Regions from separate parts of the Mus musculus genome. Here regions 2, 3 and 4 are each linked to region 1. The links are chromatin contacts, called in public HiChIP or PLAC-seq maps. All regions are on one chromosome and are shown on one strand. The core of a region is the stretch at or near the end of the contact, and the rest is flanking DNA. Distances in the headings are between cores, read along the strand shown. Region 1 overlaps Herc2 (HECT and RLD domain containing E3 ubiquitin protein ligase 2). Region 2 holds the start of Tubgcp5 (tubulin, gamma complex associated protein 5). Region 3 holds the start of Cyfip1 (cytoplasmic FMR1 interacting protein 1). Region 4 overlaps Cyfip1 (cytoplasmic FMR1 interacting protein 1).

The links. HiChIP or PLAC-seq counts read pairs in DNA pulled down with a chosen protein or histone mark.
Region 2: a contact with region 1 is called in an H3K4me3 HiChIP or PLAC-seq map of bone marrow-derived macrophages, with 4 times the contacts expected there. The contact joins the promoter of Tubgcp5 here to the enhancer-like site in region 1. A contact is called at or near these places in 2 of 484 Hi-C or Micro-C datasets (B cells and ventricular fibroblasts), 3 of 115 datasets of contacts at active chromatin or transcription factors (bone marrow-derived macrophages, microglia and stem cell-derived neural progenitor cells) and 4 of 9 other capture datasets (adipose tissue, liver, macrophages and 1 more).
Region 3: an H3K27ac HiChIP or PLAC-seq map of microglia shows a contact between it and region 1, with 6 times the contacts expected there. The contact joins the promoter of Cyfip1 here to the enhancer-like site in region 1. A contact is called at or near these places in 1 of 39 promoter capture datasets (neural stem cells), 3 of 115 datasets of contacts at active chromatin or transcription factors (bone marrow-derived macrophages and microglia) and 2 of 9 other capture datasets (embryonic stem cells and liver).
Region 4: an H3K27ac HiChIP or PLAC-seq map of microglia shows a contact between it and region 1, with 6 times the contacts expected there. The contact joins two enhancer-like sites. A contact is called at or near these places in 1 of 115 datasets of contacts at active chromatin or transcription factors (microglia) and 3 of 9 other capture datasets (adipose tissue, embryonic stem cells and liver).

What each region holds. Positions count from the first base shown.
Region 1 is chr7:56,129,985-56,133,577 of GRCm38.p6, forward strand. Herc2 (HECT and RLD domain containing E3 ubiquitin protein ligase 2) reads left to right here. Exons shown (of 93, transcript NM_010418.2): 24 at 1,185-1,355; 25 at 1,815-1,918; 26 at 2,438-2,588. Among named protein-coding and RNA genes, the nearest start is that of Herc2, 82 kb to the left of the region's middle. Within about 2 kb of position 1,792, at least 27 of the 459 cell types and tissues checked have an H3K27ac peak or open chromatin away from gene starts, as enhancers often do. A contact at or near this core is called in bone marrow-derived macrophages and microglia, where this site is marked.
Region 2 is chr7:55,792,056-55,795,648 of GRCm38.p6, forward strand. Tubgcp5 (tubulin, gamma complex associated protein 5) reads left to right here and starts at 2,070. Exons shown (of 23, transcript NM_146190.3): 1 at 2,070-2,285. The coding sequence starts at 2,140.
Region 3 is chr7:55,840,243-55,843,835 of GRCm38.p6, forward strand. It overlaps Cyfip1 (cytoplasmic FMR1 interacting protein 1), which reads left to right and starts at 1,829. Exons shown (of 31, transcript NM_011370.3): 1 at 1,829-2,065.
Region 4 is chr7:55,857,593-55,861,185 of GRCm38.p6, forward strand. All of the region lies in intron 1 of Cyfip1 (cytoplasmic FMR1 interacting protein 1), which reads left to right. Among named protein-coding and RNA genes, the nearest start is that of Cyfip1, 17 kb to the left of the region's middle. Within about 2 kb of position 2,064, at least 80 of the 459 cell types and tissues checked have an H3K27ac peak or open chromatin away from gene starts, as enhancers often do. A contact at or near this core is called in microglia, where this site is marked.

The DNA of each region.
Region 1 (3,593 bases), core at 542-3,041:
AATATACCATCATTTGCCCATTCCCTTACTTACTAATTCTACTTGCTCATTCCAGGTTTAGGTTACAGCAAGTTTTGGCTTATACAGTGTTGTGTTCCTTGGTGGAAGTGCTGGTTTCTTTTCATTTGCAGATGATAGTTACTGTAAAATGACACTTTTTTTGTAGCTACTGTGCTAGCTTTCATCTCCATTACTCAGTTTGAGGATTTTTGTACTCCTGCATCAGGACCTGGCACTTGTCCTTTTTGGTGGATATACTGCTGTATTTTGCTGTGGCTTCCTTTTTTTTCCTCCCTCTGTTTTTGGTGGTAAGGATGAAACCCAGGATCTTGTACACCCTTGGCAAAAATTTTACTACTAAATTATATCCTAGTTTTTATAAATTTTTTTCAGATATTATTCAGGTTTAATATACTTCTACATGTGTGTTAACCAGGTGAGCATTCTCTTTGCAAAGTGTCAACTCAAGTCTTATTCACATTTTTCTTCTTTTTAAAGTAATTATATACTTTGCATCCAATAAGCCTTTGGCTTTATTTCTTGAAGAATTTTTTTCTTCTCACACTGTTTTCTGATGAACAAAAATGAATATTAATGTCATCAATTTTTTAATCTTTTTCATTTTTCATTGTGCCTGAGATGGGGATGATTCAGGGGGTAAAGTATTTGCTATGCAAGTTTGAGGATGGAGTTTGTATCTCCATCATTCACAGTTAAAAAAGCCTGGTGGTATCCAGATGTGAAGGTGCATATCCTTAATCCTCCATACTTGAGAGGCAGAAATCTGGGTTTTAGGCCAGCCAAGGCTATATAGTGATATGAAATCCTGTCTCAAACCCAAAAAGAAAAGGCGAAAAAAAAAAAGCCTGGTGGGTGTAATCCCAGCTTCTAGGAGGTGGATATGGGAACCATTTGGGCAATCTGACTAGTCAAACTAGCCAAAATAGCTCTAGACTCAGCAATAAGTAATAAATTTGGTTGATTTTGATCTAAGAAGACAACAGACAACATAATCCACCTCTTGCTGCCTTTCACCTATGCATACATGGATTAAAAACACAACACACTATAATCGTGCAAAAAAAGGTCTTTTCCTACTCAAGTTTTCATCTGTATTATGTTTTAAAAGATTTATTGTTGAGACATTTGATCTGATGACTGATGTTTGGTTTCTATTTCTTTAGAGTCATTTTTCACTGGTCAGAACTGTAGAAATAATGAGGAGGTAACACTGATACGCAAAGCTGATTTGGAGAACCATAATAAAGATGGTGGCTTCTGGACTGTAATTGATGGAAAAGTATATGGTATAAAAGACTTTCAGACACAATCCTTAACAGGAAATAGTATACTGGGTAAGGCTTTTTTACTTTTTATTCCATTGTTAAAAATTGCATTATGTGTGATTTTAAGTAAAGTCCACAGTTTATGAATAAGTTGTTAAATTTAGCCCCAGGTTTAACAAAATCTGGGACTTTGGTTCTGGCTTCACAACAAGTTTAGGTTCAAGTTGAAGAATTTCTCATCATCAAGCTTTTCTTCCTGTTGTTTTTTTATTTTTTGAGATAAGAGTTTTCTCCGTGTAGCTCTTGGCTGTCTTGGAATCTTGTAGACCAGGCTGGCCTTGCACTCAGAGATCTGCCTGTCTCTTTTTCCCCAAGTACTTTGTAGAACTTGAGTTGCCCGAGGCAAGCGTGGGAGAGTGGCAGATTCTTCCGAGACAGCGACCCAGACTCACTTCCTGTCTTCTGTCTATGAACTAGAGCTGTGCAAGCTGCACTGAACTCATACTGCTCTTCCCCTTTTTGTTTTAGCTCAGTTTGCAGGGGAAGATCCAGTGGTCGCTCTGGAGGCAGCTTTGCAGTTTGAAGACACACAGGAATCCATGCATGCCTTCTGTGTTGGCCAGTATTTGGAGGTGAGGCTGTGGGCCTGCTTTGTGTGAAATAGAGGAGGTGCCCTTCTTAAGTGCCTGTTATGGTATGACTTTTTACTTAGTTATACTAATAGTTGGACATAAAATATTTATGTTGGCTTAGGATTTTTTGACAAATAAATTTGCATTTTATGTGTTAAGGTTTATTATATACAAGTTTGAAGAGTTAACAACATGCCAGAAATAGAGAAATGTTCAAAAAAAAAGAAAAGAAAAGACATTAAAGTTTGTCCTTACAGTTCGTTTGTCAATTTAGAATCTTTCCCCCAGGGTTCTCCTCTTATGCTCCAGAGCTGTTATTTGTTTTCTCCTGTTTGCTCTCTAGTGTTTTATATGCAGTTTGTTGGTTGCTATAACATAAACTCATTATGGGATGTGCTAACAAATACATTTTTGTTCTGATCGTGATAGACAATCTTAGGCACATAAGCTGCTGGGGTTTTTTTGATGTTGTAATTTTAATTAATTTTGTTTTCTGAACCAACAAATTAATTTTTCCAGCCTGACCAAGAAGTTGTTACCATACCAGATCTTGGAAGTTTGTCTTCACCACTGATTGACACAGAGAGGAACCTGGGCCTACTTCTTGGATTGCATGCTTCTTATTTAGCAATGAGCACACCACTATCTCCTGTGGAGGTTGAATGCGCCAGTAAGAACAAATTTATTTTTTGTTAACCAGTTTTACCAGTTTTATGGTACAGTACTTTGGACAGAAATGCCTAATGGGAAGAACATGCCAAGGAGGGCAGGAACCTTTAGAGTGGATGTCTGGAGACAGCAAGCTGGCCTCCATGCCTGCTAAGTTGCCTGTGAACTAGACTGTATTACTTGTATTCCTCCCTGAAACTTGTCATACATAGTAATGGAGGATGAGTTTCACATAAGTCAGCAAAGGAGGAGCTTGAAGACTCTAGGGTTAGATGAATGAAAGGCACTGTGCAATTCAGCTCAGAAGCTTGTCTTTGGGGGATAAAAGGTGCTTGCTAATTCTTTCTATAGCACAAGGTGATTAGGGCACCTCAGCTTGTGTTTTAGAAGAATTGATACAGCCATTTGTGAAAGTTCCCTAGCACTTCAAATCTAGATATCCAATAAGAGCACTGAAAGCATCCCAAATTTGATTGCTGGAGTGATTAGCAGATTAGATTAGATTTACTAATAAATTAGGTCCTCAGTGAAAGCCTGCAGTAATGTTCCTGCTACTAATTTTCTAGTGGGGTTTCCTTCAGTGAGACATAAGCAGCTATAATTAATACTCCTAACTCCCACAACAAAAGGTATATATATTCCTGTCAGACTTACCTGATCCTGCATCTTACATGCTACAGTACACACAGCTCTCCTTTCCAGTCTTTTGCTTTCCTATTAGTAAGATTTTTTTTTTTGATGATGATTGTGGGTTTGTTAAAATATTGTCTTGTTTCTTTAGTTTTATGAACAATCCAGATTGAAGATGGTTTTTATAGAAACTTTTCAGGCATGCTGTCTCTTGTCCGCATGCTCAGTATCTTTGTCTTATTCTAGAACTCAGAATGCTCAGTTGTCACTTCCTCTTCCTTTAGCACAGTGGTGATTTTCTGCCTTCATGCCCTTGATATGCCTCTGCTGTCTTCCCTTCACAACTGGAGTTGAGTGCTGAGCTCTGTAAGGGGAG
Region 2 (3,593 bases), core at 820-3,319, 340 kb before region 1:
TGTGTGTGTGTGTGTGTGTGTGTGTGTGTGTGTGTGTGTGTGTAGGCTACAGAATGAATGAGTACAAGAGGTTTCAGAAGTGGATGGAGAAAAGATCTGTATAAACAAGTCAGACCAGTGCCAGGAGAAAGCTAGTGGTAGAAACTGCTGGTGAAGCTGCTCGAGTCAGGCTTGAGTGTGAAGCTGCGAAATCTGGATTCAGGATGAAGACAGCAAGCCTGGTCTGTAGCAGAAAATAAGTCAGGATCAGAGCACTGCAGATTAGCTCCAGATCAGCAGGAGAACAACTGGGCATTTGAGGCAGTGGGGAGGCTACATCAACAGTGGGGGACTTAGCCAAGTCCTTGATGCACACACCATATAATAGGTTTGTGTGCAGCCATAACATCACAGTGGTGGGTGTCTATCACTTATGGCATCCACATGAGGGAGACACAGCATTTTCTCCATCTGGTATGTTTGATAAGTCCTTGTGCCTGGTTTGCCAGATTTAATACGTCAGTCTGCCTTCACAGTTCCAAGTCTCCCCCATTCAACTTACAGTGTGGCTCCCTCTCTAGTCCCAGGGACAAGCTAACTGTCTTTGCTTTACGCGGGTGCCTATCTGCTGCTTTCTCTGGATCTACTCAGCTGCAGAATGGAGTCAAAGGCCTCTTGTAAAACAGTCTCCTGGGGCAGTGCACAGCTTAGGGGATAACAACTGTTTTATTCAATATGGAGTAACTTAGCCTGGCCTCAACAAAGACCTTCCTCGTGAGGGATTCGTCTAAGAAAAAGTCAGGCAAGTACCAATTGGGGTGGCAGGTGCTACCTAATGCGGACGATTTATAAAGGCTCAAAGGCTCCAGCTGCTGCTCTGACGACTTTGCCCACGTCTGCTCTCAAGAGTGCTTTCCCCTTTTTATATTTTGAAAATGACGTTTTAAAATTTATTTTTGTATGGGGTGGAGGTACGCACACATGGGAATTATAAGACTACTTATGGGACATGGTTCTCTCCTATCATGTGAGTCCACACGATGGGATGCAAGCAGCCAGGCCTGACAGCCAGCAACTTTATTAAGTAAGCCAGCTTTTTTTGTTTTGTTTTGGGTTTGTTGTTGCTGTTGTTGTTTTGGTTGTTTTGTTCTGATTTTTTTTTTTTTTTTTCGAGACAGGGTTTCTCTGTATAGCCCTGGCTGTCCTGGAACTCACTCTGTAGGCTGGCCTTGAACTCAGAGCCACTTTCCCTTTCTTGAGAACTTGTTCGAGGGTTCTAACAAGAAAGCACAACTGCCTGTACTGTAACAAGGACAAGTCCTCCATAGGGAAGGTCGGCCTAACCCAAAGCTGTGGGTGCACAAAGAACAGTAACAGAAAAGCATCCCCGGCCATCAAGTGGGTGACAGACAGCTGGCCCTCACATACATCTCCACCTTACTAATAAACCAGCAGTTTCAGCATGTGGGCAGTGACCCGCAGTAGGGATCACACATCAGATAGTTACATTACAATTCGTAAACTAGCAAAAGTATAACTATGAAGTAGCAACGAAATAATTTAATGGTTATGGGTCATCCCAGCGAGAGGAACTATATTAAAGGGTCACAGCATTTGGAAGGTTCAGAGCCATTGTAATACATAAATGGGCACTATCGCTGCTTTAACCATATGTTCCTGGTCTAATCAGAAGCATGTGTTTAGTTGGGGAGCTCTGAGAGCCCAGTTTAGGTCGTCTGGAGGAGAAAGTGAAGGCCGGAGCATGAACAAATAAGTCACGATGTTCAAAAATGTCGGAAACTATACCCTGGAACCAAAAAACTGGTTGGCTCAAAATGCATCAGAATTTAAATCGTTAATCAGGAGTATCCAGAGTCCCTTATTAACAATGATTAATAATAAATAATGGTTAGCTGTCTGAAGACTCTCGGATTTCCCGGTGTGCAAGCAGAAAGAGCACATCTCTTCCCCACCCACGGACGCACCGCATCCAGCAACCAGCATCCACTCCCATCAGCACCTTTCCCAGGCACAGCTCCGGGGCTGCCGGAACTCTCGCGGAAACATCCTCCACATCTCGAAACCCCGGTGCCGGGACGGGCGGAACTCTCGCGAGAACAGTCGCCACTTAGCAGAGATCCTGATAGGTACGCCGCGGCAATGGCCCGGCCTAAGTCGTCCGGGAGCCGGATGGACAGACAGCTGGAGCATGATGTGTGCGAGCTCGTCCGGCAGGTTACGGGGCTGCAGGACGAGGCGGACCCCAACTTCCAGCTGGCCCTGGACTTCGTCTGGTCCAACTTCAGGTGTGGGATCGCGGCTACGAGCTGAAGTCGCGCGGGCGGGCGGGTCCGGGTCGGGAGTGCGGCCTCCGGCACCCCTGCGTCTGCTGCAGCTGCTGTGCCTTGGTTTCCCCTTAGGTGCCCTTGCGAGAAACCCGCAGTTGCAGCGGCACATTCCTAGAGAGCTGTTGACTCTGCTCACCCGCACGCAGTACGGTGCACATCAAAAGTCATTTGATGGCTGGGAAAGTGAATTTTTAGCGCCAAATTCTGATCACATCCTGTTAGGTTTTTTGGGGGTTTTTTGTTTTGTTTTGTTTTTTGTTTGTCTCACCAACCCCCCTCTTCTCTTGCTCGGACCACTTACAAGTTTCCCCGCTTCTGTGTCCTCCCTTTGCATTGCATAAAACAAATTCAAGTTCTACTATTGAGCAACACATAGCATGTCTAGTAGAAGTCACCCTAAACAGTGAACAGTTTGTCAGACTGTGATCCTGATTCTAAGCGCAGGACGTGAGTGTCTGCCTAGTTCGTGAGACTACAGACCTCTCAGGTTGATGGGAAGCAAGCCAACGATCCAAAACCACAAGTGCAATTTCTAGTTATAACCTATAGAAAGAACAAGGATTCAAAGAAGTCAGGTAACTCGAAAAGCAGATGTACCACAAGTATTTTTTCTAGTGGCAGATAGGAGGGAGGGGATAGTCATTTTAGAGTTGGGAAGAGACATAGATGCTGCATAGTATAACAGAAGTACTAAAAGCATACCTATAACACTCTGTCACCAGTGTCACCCGTAGAAAACATGTGGCAGTCACCTTGTGTTACAGTTGCTTTATTTCCACATGTTGTTCGTTGTTACATTAATGACAGCCTTTGGTCCCACTGCTAAATTTTAGGTTTTGTTGTTGATGATGTTATGTGTATGATTTGACTCTGTGTACACGTGTGCATGTGTGTGCCTGGTGCCCAAGGCAGCTGATCCCCTGGAACTGGGATTATAAACAGCCTGTGGGTGCTGTGAATAGAACCTGGGGACCCTGAGCAATGGCGTGGGCTCTTAACCCCCGAGGCATCTCTCCAGACCCTTTCAAAGCTTTCTAAATATTTGATAATTGTACATGAATATGTTTGCTTTTCTTTGTATTTCATTTTGTACATTTAGCAGAATTATTCAGAGGACAAATGTTAAGATTTCACTGGGCTTCTCTCTTACATTAAAAAGACAAAGAAAATCCAGTCACAATGATGTATGCCTATAATTACATCAGAATTTTGCACTAAAAAGTATACCCACTTGGGTGGCTCAGGCAGGAGGATTGCTGTGAGTTG
Region 3 (3,593 bases), core at 579-3,078, 290 kb before region 1:
ATTGATGAAATATTGTAAAAACAAATCAATCTGTTTTTCCTCCCAGCCCCTGCTCCCAGAATGATCACTGTGAGACTAACAACTTTTTAATAAATGCCTAGGCCACGAGCATTGGCTCAGTCCCTGACTAGATTGTAACTTATCTAACCCTTTAAACTATTCTATGTCTCACACACTGTTAGTTACCTCTCCTCCAGTCCCAGCCTGCTTCTTCCTTTGTGTCTCCTCAGCTTCTCTCCCTCAGAGACTTGCTTGAATCCTTCACAGTCCCTCCCTATGGGTTCCTTTTATATTCTCACTATTTCCCAGAATCTCCTCTCTTCTTGCCAGTGTCCCATCTCCTATTTGCTGCCTCAGCTCATTGGGCATAGGCATTTTTAGTGACAGGTGACACTGAGATTCTCTCTACAGCATATAATGATATAATTCAAATTGCTTGTCGGATAGTTAAATGCCAGTATTGAATCTTAATCTCTAGATTACAGTTCTGTGGAAGCAGGGGAACATTGTCAAGCATGCGTTTTGTATTTTTGCTGCGCCAAGGAATCAACATGTTACATTTGTATTATCATTATAGTTTAGGTTTTGTAATTTTTATTATACTCTTGTTATGCATATGTAGAGAAGCTACAAGGATTATACTTTTGAATAAGTTTAACATCTCACATTTTGTGGTAAACCTAAGATGGTGAAAACACTGATGTGTGTCTGTTGTAAATACAATTACACGAGTTTTATTTTTCTGATATTAAAAGTTACTTAGTAAAGATTTATTTCTGTTAAGTTGGGGAAAACAAACTGGTGTGGGAGTTAGGCATGTTGGTGAATGCCTGTGATTTCAGCACTTGAGGGATGGAGACATGATCTGGTGTTCAAGGCTAGCCTGGGTTACATTAGTTACTGTCAGACCCCAACGACAAACAAAATGTCCAAATTCTTAGCAGTAAGGAGGGGCGTCCGGAGTGAAGAAGGGTAGGAAGTTTGGAGCTATTCTACTAAGTTCAGCATTAAGATGTATGTTAACTAACTTTTCCCTTCCTTTTCTGCGGGTTTAGGGAGGGCAAATTCAAGTCAGGTTTTCTGTTGTCAGCCATTCCTAGGAGTCTGAACTTGAGTTTGCCAGTCCTCAGAAGGCAGATGAGATGGTAGCACTGTTACTTTAGGGGCCAGAATGGGTTCTTCCTTGGGTCTGGAGCATTTTACATGCCGCTCCAGCCTTGCACCCACCATTTAATACATACATGCGCCCCTTCTCTGTCATGGTTGTACCTTCTGTATCTCTTTTGAAGTTCAACCAGAGGCAGGACAGGAGGCAGTGAAAATTTGGGGGACATGCGGAGGAAGATAAGCCCATCACTCATGGATTTACTGAGGCTTCTCACCATCACTGAGGACAAGTTATAGGAAAACGAATGTTGAATTCCTATGGCCCATGTATGGGCTCACTGGCCCACACCCAATTGCTGGGGGATCCAACGCCCTTTTTGGACCTTTGCGGGCACCAGGCACTCTCGTGGTGCATAGACACACAAGCAAGCCAAACATTCATACACATAATGAATTCCTTTTTTTTAAATTTTTTTTAAAGTATCTTTAGTAAAACTTCCAGCTCTATGCTGGCTAGTCCTGGAATTCTTTCCTCATTTGGCCTTAGCTTCAACAGAGGTCCCCCAAATCAGGGAAAACTCTTGAGGCTGGTGAGCATGGCAGTGTGGCGCTGAGTCTTCATCCTCTCCCAGCCGGCTTGACGGGTGGAGCCCACCAAGCAAATCCCGGCTTCCTTTGCTGCGGTGACCTGAGCAGCAAGCGGCAGGCGGGGCTACGGTACGGGAGACTTGGGGAGACTTGGGGGCCGACCGGGCTGGCCTAGAGGAGCCGGACCCAAGGCAGCCAGCGGGAGGAGGGAGGAGCGCCGGGAGGAAGAGGCCGAGCCGAGCAGCGCCGCCCCGGAGGAAGGGGAGGAGGCCGGGTGTTTCCTGGTGCATTCCCGACCCGCCCAAGTGACTCATTGGGGTAGGAAAGCTCCCGGGGCCCGCCCTGGACAACCGAAGGCGGCGCAGACCAGGTAAGGGCGGTCGCCTGGCCTCGGGGTCCTTGCTCCACTGTAGTCCGGTGGGGCGAGCCTGCAGACGGCCTCGGCGCAGCCTCCGGGACCGCACGGCCTCCCGGGATTGCCTCCTGGGCTCTCGAGTCTCCCGGTCTCTGCACGGCAGCTCCGGAGCCCGGGACTCCCGGCCCAGCTCGGCGGCTCCAGGGCTCCCTCCCCGGAATCACATTCCAGAATCCCCCGGCCACGGGCTTCCCAGTGCAGATTCCCTGTTCCCTCCGCGCTGCACAACTTGCACTCCGGTGGCCCGGCTCCCGCGTCCCGGACCCCCGCGTCCCCGAACCCCCGCCCCGACTCACCCTGGATACTAGGATCCCAGATCTCGCGCTTCCGGCACGAGGTTTAGCTCCAAAGAGGAAGAGACAACGTTAATATTTAGTATTTTACTATTGAAAAGTAAGGAGCGACGAATAGTTTATGTTGCACTAAAGTGGCAAAACAACCCCGAGTCCACCATGGTTCTGCCTTCAGAGGAAAGGAAGGAGAGTGTGGTCTAGGGAAGCCGTCCTCAGATTCTTGGAGAGAGGCATTTTGGGCTTTGTTAAGGAAACGGGATTGTTCAGGAGCAGTAGTGCGCCGCCGCACATTCGTAACGAATTTTGTACTTTAAGCCTAAAGCATCTGCGTAATTTGTAACATTTCGTGAGTGTGAGAAAAGAAGGAAGAGATATGCAACTGGGGATCGGTGAGGGCGAGGCAGAGGGAAGCATCGGGCAATCCGTGTGTTGCATGGGGGAGCCCAGAGATTTCTCTTGGTTGTCGGCTAACAGATCGCTTAGTTGAGTCGTGTTTGAAGCACCGCTGGTACTGGGGTACTCCTACAGGTACTGATACTGAGATCAGCGCTTGCCAAGGTGGGGGTATTGATCCTAGACCCTGGCCAAGTTCACTGGCTGGAAGTTGAAGCACGCGAGACCGGTGGTATACCTGAATACCAGCCTTCCCCTAGTTCTGAGTATGTTAGTGGTTCTTATTAAAAAGCCTACAAGCACATAGCCTGAAAGAATTAATTCAGTTTTTAAATACATGTAAGTTACTGCAGACATGCATTGTAAGAATTCAGTAGGAATGTTGCGGGGAATACTTCTCTTTCCCTCTTCCCCTAACAGCATCTTCCCTGTAACCTTGATAAAATGCTGCAGTTGAAAAGTCTCTCTAAGAAAATACATCCTCTAAGTATTTGTGTATTTGAGGAAGTATGTATTAAGGTTTTTTTAAAGAATAAACACTGTATGTGTGTGTTTGTGGTATGTGTGTTTTTAGATGTGGGTGCACAGGTGTGTGAATGTGTTTGTATGTGCATGTAGAGGCCCGAGGCTGATTTGGCGTTTTCCACCTTATTCTTTGATACAAGGTCTCTCAGCTGAACTTAGAGTTCACTGATTGGACTAGTCTTGCTCGCCAGTTTGTTTCGGAGGTCCCCTGTCTCCGCCTTGGAAGCAATGGGACTTGAGGGAGGTTGCCATGCCCATTGTCGTTTATGTGG
Region 4 (3,593 bases), core at 814-3,313, 270 kb before region 1:
ATCTTAGATCTGCTTGCCTCTGCCTCCTGAGTTCTAGGATTAAAGATGTGCACCTCCACATTTGACCTAATGGTTTTTAGTTATAAGCATCTTACCCACGTTGTCATAGCAGTTACATATATGATAAAAGTGGCTGCAGATTAAGCCTTGCTTAATCTTAGTTCAGTGTTTAGCTGTGCTAAACATGGGAGAAAAAGGAACAATTCAATTAGGCAGGCTTTAGAAGTGATTTCTTATTAGTTTGAACAGTTTGAAAGTGGATGTTTCCGTCTTTCTGAGAAGGGCTTTCATTTGCATATAGAAGAGGAAGAAAATGGGACACCTTGCATATATTAACAGGAACATGTCATCATTTATCTTTCTGTTTGTGCTATAGTTAGGCAAGCACACTTCTTCCTTTTTGTTTTATAAATTACTATACAAAGCACTAGGTTTCATCGTGGCATTCAAACACAATTTGGTTTTGTTGATCTTCCTCCCAGTTCCTTCTACCCCAGTCTCTCTGCATGGGTTCCCAAGTAGTCTCCTTTCTGTTTCTGTCCCCTGTGTCTTATTGGCCTCCCTGCTTCCTTAGAAACACCTCTTTCCCCCTCCTGTGGTCTCCTTCTAGTTTTACAACCTTTCCTTATTTTTAGACCAACATTTGTGCATGGCCTTTTTAAAAAGTGAAATTTTTTGTTTTATGTGTATGGTTGTTTTGCCCGAATATATATGTAAGTACATCACAATAAGTGTAGTGCCTGTGAAGGCCACAAGACCTGACATTGATCCTCAATGACTGTCTGGTCACCCTTAAAATATTCTCTGTGGCTGTTTCTCTTGATTGGAGCCCGTGTCCCCTGGCACTGCTGTCCGGTGAGTGTATACCTAGACTCACTGTTTTCTTTTGTCCTTCCTAGTCTCCTAGCATTGTGCCAGCAAACAGGTCGAACCTCAGTCTGGTGTTCTGATTTCTACTCCTTTGTGCAGCTTTGTGCAGGAACTTCTGTTTTGTTTTTAATTTTTGAGACAGTGTCTTGCTAAGTTTGTAATACCCCAAATTAACCTATAACATCCTGGGATGCTGGCATTTGTAGTTCTTGGAAAATAACAAAGCCTCATGGGAAAGTATGATGTCTTACGGTTTTGTCTGTAAAAGCCCCTACAACACATGTCTTCGGGCCAACTCAGCTGGGAATTCCAGGTAGTGGCCCTGACCAAAGTCTTATCTTGTTCAGTATTTAATAAAGCTTGCTTCAATTTTGGCTCAAAATGGTGGAACTGGTTTTTCTCCAGCGAATCTCAGGATTAACAAATTACCTGGGCCGGTCTTGAAATTACTCTGTAGCTCAGACAGAGCTTGAACTTGTTATCCACTGCTTTATAGTCCAGTAGTTTGGATTATAGGCTTGTGCCACAAGCTTTTGTGAGCCTGAAGTTTCCAAGGACAGCTTGTCTAAACATGAGAGCATCTGTTCTTGGCTATCTTCCTGAAATTGCCCAGAGACAGGGAAAATTATCAAGTCATAATCGGTTTTGTAAAGAAACAATAGTTTAATTATTCATCATTCTTTGTTTCAAAATGTGGTTAACTGTCTGATTGTCTAACTATAGTTTTGCAAAAGCCATTTCACTTTTTCCTTGGGTACTGACTGTAGCATCTACAGGACTCAGTGGGGCCAGAATGGGGAAGGGTGGGGCTCTTAGTTTTGGGCTGCTGGCAACTCCTATGGATCTGTCTGCTGTTCCAGCCTCACACTGCCTCTTTCCTGAGCCTTAGGCCTGGACCAGTTTTGTTTGCTAACCCTGGCCTTGACTCCAGAAGTCTAGTTGCTCATCACTGGATAGAGGACACACAAGATCCCTGCCCTATGTGTGTGTGTGTGTGTGTGTGTGTGTGTGTGTGTGTGTGTGTGTGTGTGTGTGTGTGGTGTGTTTGTTGCTTGGAGCCTAGGGCTCTCAGTTGAGCTGGGGGCCTTTGAGCACCATTCTGCTTATCTTATCAGTATATTGGGATGACCCCACCATGGGAGTGGCCATGAGAAGGACTTACTGAGGAACATTTATGGAAGGAGTGAGTCATCAGTGAGTGACATGTAGAGGGAAGGAAGATGCTCAGCAGCCCTGCCACACCTCCAACATGATGAACACTTACTTCTCTTTCTGTGGGCACACTGAGACACTCAGCCTCCTCTCTATATGGTACCCTGGTGCTGCTTGCTCTTACCTGGTGCCTTGTGATGCTCACCCGGTGGTCCCTTGATCAGACAGTGAAATAAACAAACCTGCGGTGTGCAGCTCCAAGCTCAGACTGGGTCTCTCACTGAGCAAATGCTGAGCACTTGCTCGATGCAAATTACCAGCTAACCTCCCTCCTGAGCCTTGAAGATACTTGGTGACTAGCTTGGGAAATCACTTGAAAAGATATTTTAGGACACTCAATAACAAAAATGAGTTGACGACTTATTAAAATGCCAGATCCAATACGGTATTTCAATTAGTTTTTGTAACTTAGGAAGTGTAGGATTTGGAGACAAATGTGAACGTTGAGCCGCTGCCAGGAGAACAGAGTCAGAGAAGAAAAGCATCCTTGATACTGCTTACTCAGCTAAACCACAAAAGGGTTTGTTATGTGTGGGTCAGTGCAGGGCCTGAGGAGGCTACAGCACCCAGAGCTTGGACACGTGGAGCACTAGGCTTTATAGGCCAAGCTTGAGAAGGTAGTTGTTAGCTACAGAACAGACCTCGGAGTCTACATTAAGCATGTATTGTTTTCCTAACTATCAAAATGCCAGTGCGCTCTTTCTCCCTTTCTTTCTTCCTTTCTTTCTTTCTTTCTTCCTTCCTTCCTTCCTTCCTTCCTTCCTTCCTCCCTCCCTCCCTCCCTCCCTCCCTCCCTCCCTCCCTCCCTCCCTCCCTCCCTCCCTCTCTCTCTCTCTCTCTCTCTCTTTCTTTCTTTCTTTCTTTCTTTCTTTCTTTCCTAATCTTACAACCCAAGGGCATTTGGCCCCCTACCTGGGTGATTTTCTATGTGTGTGTGTGAGGCCCGTTACACAAAATACCACAGATTAGTGGGAACTTATGTGCTCACAGTTCTGGAGGCTAGAAGTTCAAGGTCAAGGTTATAGGAGGGCTGGTTTTATCTAGCACTGTCCTAACGTGGCCTCTTCTAGTCTCTCTGCTCACCCATGATGTGCTGTTCTCACCAGACCCGAGGGGTGGACATCTGTGTGTATGATTATGTCATTAAACGGTCAATGGCTTATTGGTAGCACCAACAGGAATAAGAGTTATTCCAAATATGTGATTTAAATTTTACTGTGCGATATTCATATTATGGTATCTATGCTGGCCAGTTTTAAGTCATCTGAAAGGAGAAAACTTCAACAGAGAAATTGCCTCTGTAAGATCAAGCTATAAGCAAGCCTGTGGAACATTTTATTAATGGCCTGTTGGATCATAGCAAAAAGGAATCTCACCCTGTGAGCAATTTTCAGACTTCAGTTTATAGAACCCCCCTTTAATTAAGGAGTAGTCAGGTTCCTCTGAGGAAGAAATTTGATAAAATACCTTTAAAGTTCATTCAACGCTCTCCATTCCTTCCCTAGAGGGAC